2 separate regions of the Hordeum vulgare genome follow, and region 1 is linked to region 2. Evidence: chromatin contacts called from public Hi-C data. All regions are on one chromosome and are shown on one strand. The core of a region is the stretch at or near the end of the contact, and the rest is flanking DNA. Distances in the headings are between cores, read along the strand shown. Region 1 holds the start of LOC123410403 (probable xyloglucan endotransglucosylase/hydrolase protein 23). Region 2 has its middle 39 kb from the start of LOC123407036.

Region 1 (3,999 bases), core at 323-2,822, 340 kb before region 2:
ATGCATGCTCTGTACCCAGTGAACGGAACAGAAGAAAATGATGTTGCGTGTGCCAATCCAATCGTAGATAGGTCTTTTCATTGAACCCATTACACAAGAGTTTCGGTTTTGAAAGGTGGGCAGAGAGCAGCACCAGTACATGAACTGGGCCTAAATATACTGGTGATAACGCACGAGGAGGCAATATATTACGCACGAGCTGGGCGTGAGCACAATTACACGAACTGGGCATAAATGACAAACAAGAATTTACCACGGGCTAGTTTACACATCTCCCCGTCACTAATCATTATTGATTTCCGTTCACTTTATACAGACACCCCCATCTTCCCTATGCTCCGGTCGTCCTGCTCAGGTGATCGCCCTATGCACAGTGCAATGCTAGCAGCTGTGCGCGCTTGCTCGATGGAGGATGGACATGGGGACTACATGGAGCACTCGGCGGGGACGCCCTGAGCGAAACGCTTGGGGTCGGTGCAGTAGTTATAGATCATGTAGTTGCTCTGCACCCACCGCATCCGCTGCTGCCGTGTCAGGTCCAGCTCCTGATTGTACCATTCGCCGGCCGCGCCGGTGCCGGGGGCGACGTCCGTGCCGACGCTGGCGCCGCAGCGAGGCCGCCCGCCCGCGGTCACCACGCACGCGTCGGCCTTGAAGCCGCGGTAGGAGGCGGAGAACGGCGCGTGGGACCAGTCCGTCTTCACCCGGCCGCCCTGCGTGGCCCAGTCGTCGGCGTTCCAGAGGCTGGAGTAGAGCCGCATGGGCTGGTTCTTGGGGAAGGCGATCCCCTTTCCCTCCAGGTTCTTGAAGTCCCTGATCGGCATGTCATCCACCATGAAGCTGCATTTAAGTACATCAAAAGCGATCCGTCAGTCCATGTTGGCCAGCCTTCTTGAAAGAAAAAAGCAAGTTGGGCAATGGCGATCAATAGCTTACATGATGTGCTTTGGGTTCCAAAGGATGGAGTAGGTGTGGAAGTCGTTGGTGGGATCGAACCAGAGGCGGAACTGCTGCTCCCGCTGGCCCTGCCCCTGCGTGAACACGTTGGTGTGCAGCGTGTAGGGCTCGCCGGTGACGTTGCCCAGGAACTCGAAGTCGATCTCGTCGTGCGTAGGACCCTGCGACGACAGCTGCACATTCACACACGCCAAACCGATCGGGTTAGGCAATCTTGTCAATCGATCAAGACCTCGAAGCAGTGGAATGAATGGATGTTGGGTCGCTTACGTAGTAGGCGGTTACGGTGCCGGCGGAGTTGCCGGGGACGAGCTTGAGTTGCATGTCGATCTTGCCGAAGAGGTACTCGTGCTTGGACTGGAACCCGGAGCCGGAGACCTTGTCCAGGCCCAGCGTCAGCAGCTGGCCATTGTTGAGGATCTTGCCGCGCCCGTCACCCCAGGTAACGTCGAACTCCTTGTCGAAGCTCGCCGCCGCCAGGGCGCAAGTGGCGAGGAGGATCGAAAGCACCGAGACCGCCATGCGAGCCATGCGTTTCGTAAGCTAGCTAGGTTGATTGATGAGGACAAAGCTGGATGGATGGAAGGAAGATTGTGTTTGTGTGAGTGGAATGAGCGGCGCGTGAGGGGTTTATATAGGGGTTTGTAGAAAAGCGTGGCGTGCCATATGGATGGGAACTTGGCCAGCCCGGTAGGCGTAATGCGTGTGAGTTGGCGCCAGAGGAGAGGAGACATGGCAGGCAGGACCGGCTCTGTACGTAGCGCGTGATGGACAATGAGAGGTTGGCACGGCGATGCCACGGGCAGACAGCCTCGCGTACGTACAGTATAGCACATTAAAACCGATCGAGACGTGCAGCAGATTGCTGGATGCAACGGCTCCTAACTTCTGTAGCCGTGGCCCTGCGTTTTACAGGCAAGTGTCACTAGATCAGCTTTTTAATGGACGGAGAACTGTGGACGGATGATCAGCTTTTTCTTCTTCCTCCGACCTCCGGTATGTGAATAACTGTGGACGTGTTGGTCCTGTTTCCTGACTTTTCAGAAGACATCCGTGACCAATTTTCAGGCCCCAAGTGTTTTGTAACTCCAAGATGAGATTCTACGATTACTGCACAAAAAAAATGAGATTCTACAATCATCACAATGGTATGCTACCAGCAGTCTTTCGTGTTGACACCGGAGGTTTCATTCCTCATGCACTTCCACTACTTTTGCATAAAAATATTATATATCTTGTTCATGTTATTTCATAGAGTATATAGCAAAAAGCTACTATATTGCAGGTTTTGATCATAGAAAAATACCATTTTTCTAATCTTTCAAAAAACTACCACAAAAGTGGTGTGTTGTTTCAAAAAACCCTAGTGACCGACCGGTGCCATTTTAAGTGCTCTTATGATATGTAGGGCCCGCCCGTCGGGGATTTGTCGGCCAGGCGCTGACGGAGCCCGTGCGGACGACTGTTAGGTCGACCCGTTCCGACCGCGGTCAAAGCGACCGACCCGGCTCACTCTCTCTCGCTCGCACTCACTCTCACTTTCTCCACTCGCTCTTTGCTCCCCTGCCCCGAGCTCGCCATAGCAGCCGACCACCTCTCTTTCTCGTCGCCGGCAAGGATGCCTTCTTGGAATGATGGGGATGAGAGCTCCGACGACGACAGCATGGTTGTCAGCCTGATGGACATGGAGTACTTTGTAAGTTACATCCTCTCCCTCTGCCATTATTTAGGATTAGGGTTAGGTTTCCTTCGATTTGAGATTCAGGGTTCATGATCTGCAACTATGGATGGATTCTTTGGTTGATTCTTTGGTTTGGTTGATGGATCTGCAGATATTGGATGCATTTTCTGACTGGTTTACTTTCTACTGTGTGTAGGACACACGTGACACCATCCCCGAGCCACTGTTCCGTGGTGCTCCCATGGAGGAGGTTCCCAAATGCACACTGCACGAGATGATGCCTAGGAAGTGTGTTTCTTTCGAAGGAGCTAACACTCGAAGGAGGTTTTATGGATGCCCTGTACAGGTGGGTGTGAGTAAGCACCAACAATTGTTTTGCTAAGTGTGTTGTCTGAGTGAAGCGAATTAAATTTTGATTTTACAACTATTGTTTGATTGAACGGGGAGGTGTGAACTGTGATGTAGTTTAGTGGGTTGACCCTGTCTAGTCTAATGTACTTAAGAACTGCCACATCAAGTTGTGGGAAATGTTTCATGAGCAAAACCTTGACAGGATTCAATACAAGCATGCATATGATGATGAGGTTGCCAAGTTGAAGAAGGGGCATGATCATCTCTACACTGAGTATCACAAAATGGTTGATGATTTTAGCAAGACGTTTGATTGGCGGGATGGTATTGGGAAGATGGACTACCATAAAGCAGTGGATGCTCGGAAATATGAGAAGAAGAAGGAAGAGCTAGAGATGGAGATGAAGATTGAGAAGCTTAGGCTAGAAAGGAGCAGAAGTGTATCATGAAGGCCCACGCAGACATAATTCAAAACACCATGAAGGCTATGAAAGAGATGAAGGTGGACAGGGATCTTCTTGCACTAGAGAAGAAAGAGCTGGAGAAAGTTGTTGCTGATCTGCTGAATGCTGGCCATGGGAGCAAGGAAAAGCTTGAGAAAATCAAGGCCATACTTGAGGCTTGAAGATTTGCACAATGGTGGTTAAGTAACTAAGTTGGCCTACATATATAACAGGCCTTGCAAGATGATGGTAGGAGTATATTTTGTGCAATCCTATATGAGTTGTTTAAGTTATGGTAATGGAGATTGTAACTGGAGTGATGGTACTCAGTTGAGAACCTATGCTAAGTGTTGGTTATGTTAATTGGTGAACTTTATGCTACTAGTAAGAACATATCTTTACTAATGCAGTGAAGAACTGTTTTATTTGGATTTATTATCTTTCTATGTATGATGCAATCTATCTATGTATGATGCAATGTATGGTGCAATGTATGAATGTGGTGTAAGAAGTTTGTTCAATTATCTACCTATTTGTATGAATGATTTGCTTTGGTAAGTTGAAAAA
Region 2 (3,428 bases), core at 214-2,713:
AGATCCATTGTCTAATGGCACCTGGCGGTGCGGGCTGCGTACGACATAGACCGGCGGCTCGTACTGTCCTTGGGACGGTGGTGGTCGATGATGATGGTGGTCGGTGGCTGTGCTCAGGCTATGGTGACGACACAGTGGCGGTCCTCGAAGCTCCGGTAGTTGTGTGCATCTCCTCGGTGAGGCAGCGCGTGGTTCGAGTCAATTACTGGGTCGGGATGGCGCGATAGCTGGTGAAAATCGCGTCGACCTCGGTCTTGACGGACGATGATGGTGTATTTGACGTCGTTTCCTAGTTGAGGCATCATTGTTGGAGCTAACGTCATCTCCCTCGGGTTGCTCCGGGGGAAACCCTAGATCTGGATCTTTCCGAATTGTACGATGACGACATCTTCGATGTCGTACTACCTCCTGGGGGCATCGTTTTGGAGCAGGCGCTGACTGTAAGGGCCCAAACGTGAAGCGGGGTTTCATGCTCCGCATTGATAACGGCGGATCTCGGTAGCGTGGTGCAGTGGAATCTCGGCATCCGATGCGGATTTACGGACTTGCGCAGGAGGATGGCGCTGTCTCGCGTCATGGTGGCGTCGAAAGTAGGCCTGGCAAGGTGGCCATCTCTTCGGTCAGAGGTGGTCGGCCTCCGGATGGATTGTCGAATCTCGAGATTCGTCATCTAGTCCCGGCTACGAGTCAAGAAGACATAGTTGCCGGTGAAAACCGGGCCGTTGGCGGGCGATGGCGGCGTTTTGCATCGTTATATTGATGAATGCATCGTGGTGTAACTGTTGTCGACCCACTCGTGCTGCTTCGGGGGAAACCCTACGATCTGGTCTTCAGATCTAACAATGGCAGTACTACAATGTCATTTCTTTCTTTGGAGCATCATTTGTGTAGCGGCGCTCGAAGATAGAGGCAGGGGATGGAGCGGCTTCGTCTTGCACGAAGTTTCGGTGGAGCTGTCAAGTCATGGCTGGCCGAGAGGTGCTACAGTGAGTCATGTCTGGTTGGCAGGTGCTACGCACGACAGATCTTTCAGTCTTTGTGTTTGGGCGAATGAGAGCATGACGGTGGCGCCGTTGGGCGCCGTGGCGACATCGACGGACGTATGGACTCGCAAGAATGATGCAGATATCTCTTGTGAAGATGGGTCGATGGTCTGATGATGGTAGCTTTTAAAACGTGTACATGTGATCTGCGCTTCAGGTAGGCTGCACCGGCTGTTGGCCCCAATACGTTATGTGGATGGATTGACGACGACGTCGATTTTAGATATGGAAAAAAAGAACACTCCACATTATCAAGTTTGTAGGTGTGAGTGATGATTTCACATAGATTGATGTGTGTTTTTGTTAGACCTTTATAAAATAAATAATAAAAATCCACTTGGCTTGGAAATGATTTGACCACTTAATTAGCAACTGTACTGTACTAGTACACGGGACGATGGTGGCGCATGAGCAGCTTGGGTCTCGGGTGTTATGACAAGTGCTCCTCGGTGACCGACTGACCGGCCGGGGAGACCCACGTACGCCACAGCTGAAAATGATCGCTAATCGCCACGGCCCGGTCGATTGATGACTGGACGTGGACGGGATGAGCTCGTGGCGACAACGCCTGGACAGCGCGCCGATGACTTGCGGCGACCGATCGATCAATCGGAGAGGAGAGAACCGATGCAGCTAATTCCGCACGGAACGACGCCGCTGCCGACAGATTCTCGTGGTAAGCACCCTAGCAGTACCAGTAGCACCCCGGTGTGCGCAACTGATACGGTAAAAACCCATATTATTATTTGGCTTTTCTCTAGTAGTGATTAGTGAATGTTTATATTGAAGTTGTCATAGTTTTTTATAGGGATTAATAAGGTTGTCACAAAGATTTTATCTATTTTTAAAATGAAAATAGAACTACCATTGTATTTCAACTACCTTTCACCGTAATATTTATTAATTGATCATGGCAATTTTTAGTAATTAACCATGGCATGTTTAATTCATGGATTATGGAAATTTTTAGTAATTCATCATGGCAAATTAAATTTATAGATCATGGTAATTTTAGTATTTTGACCATGAAAATTCTAGTATTTTAAGCGTGCAAAATATTTTTGTATGAATCATGGTAAATTTTAGTGCATGTATCATGGCAAATTTAAGTAATTCATCATGGAAATTTTAGTTTATGGTTTATGACAAATTTGAGCCATTGATCATGCATTTTTAAAGTAATCGACGACATATTTATTTTTTATTTATGAATCATGTCAAAATTATTTCATGAATTATGACAAATTTTAGTAATTCATCATGGCAAGTTTACTTTAAAAAAAAATATCATGTCAAGATTTACTTCAAACGTAGAACAAAAAGTAGTTGAAATATGTCATGACGACTTCAGTGTAATCATAATTCCAATTTATGTGCAATAATAGATATGACAACTTTTAACAATAACAAATTCGTCGAAACATATTGATATGAGATCTAGTTTTGAAGATCTCGTCGCGGGGAATTTAATGATGAAAATGATTTTTCAATTGGAATTTTTGTTTAAAAGATAAAATATTTTTAAAACTAAAATAACAAAATAATTCCGCTGACATCTTCAGCTTCGTCACTTGTCCATGCATGCGGTAACATGACGTAATCTATAATCATGAGATGTGTGGTCGAATATTGCTTTCACCACATACTTGATGGTTAAAAGCGTTTTTTGCAAGAATCATAGGGTATTTTATTCCGCTGTTATAGAATTATACAATCTCAAGAGACTAACGCACTAACACACGCGGAGAGGGCGGAGAGAGGGGGGGCGTTAACCAGCACGCAGAACTTACTTACCATTTCACACTTGCAGAAACCATTAAACCCAACCCAAATCGATCAGGATATGACGTGAATCATACGAAAACCAATTAGTATGTTGATGGTGCATCCTTGTTACGACTACTCCCTCCGTTTCAGTTTATAAGTCCGACACGTGTATTTAGGTAGTCAATTTGACCAACTTAATAAGAGACATATATTATAAAAAATATATCATTAAAAACTTTAGATGTTCTATTGATATAATTTTTATATTAAACAATATATTTTATATAAGTCAAATTGACGATCTAGATCCACGTGCGTGTCTTATAAATTGTGATGGAGAGAGTATCTTTTTTCCTTTCTTTTTTGCGAATGAGTCATGTCTGCATTTTAACGTCTGAAACCGTATCACAGAATGTTCTCGAATAAGATGGACGCTTCTCATTATTGTTTCGTACACGGGCACAGTTGCATGGCAACGGCATAATTGCTGGTCCTCTGTTTTGTGCAACACATGTTGTTTTGCACAAACCAGCATGAAGGGGAAAAAAACACCATGATTGCTGTTACAAAGCGATCGATCCAAGATCTTGCATAGATGCAGGCCTCGCTTTCTTAAGT

Evidence for each region. A called contact is a pair of places that touch in the nucleus more often than the background predicts.
Region 1: a Hi-C map of seedling shows a contact between it and region 2, with 2.0 times the contacts expected there. The contact joins the promoter of LOC123410403 here to the enhancer-like site in region 2. A contact is called at or near these places in 2 of 6 Hi-C or Micro-C datasets (leaf and seedling) and 1 of 1 datasets of contacts at active chromatin or transcription factors (embryo).

Annotation. Positions count from the first base shown.
Region 1 is chr7H:572,202,780-572,206,778 of MorexV3_pseudomolecules_assembly, reverse strand. It overlaps LOC123410403 (probable xyloglucan endotransglucosylase/hydrolase protein 23), which reads right to left and starts at 1,572. Exons shown (of 3, transcript XM_045103343.1): 1 at 1,228-1,572; 2 at 937-1,130; 3 at 158-840. The coding sequence starts at 1,488. The coding sequence ends at 426.
Region 2 is chr7H:571,863,481-571,866,908 of MorexV3_pseudomolecules_assembly, reverse strand. No RefSeq gene overlaps it. Among protein-coding and RNA genes, the nearest start is that of LOC123407036, 39 kb to the left of the region's middle. Within about 2 kb of position 1,463, at least 3 of the 3 cell types and tissues checked have open chromatin away from gene starts, as enhancers often do. A contact at or near this core is called in leaf and seedling, where this site is marked.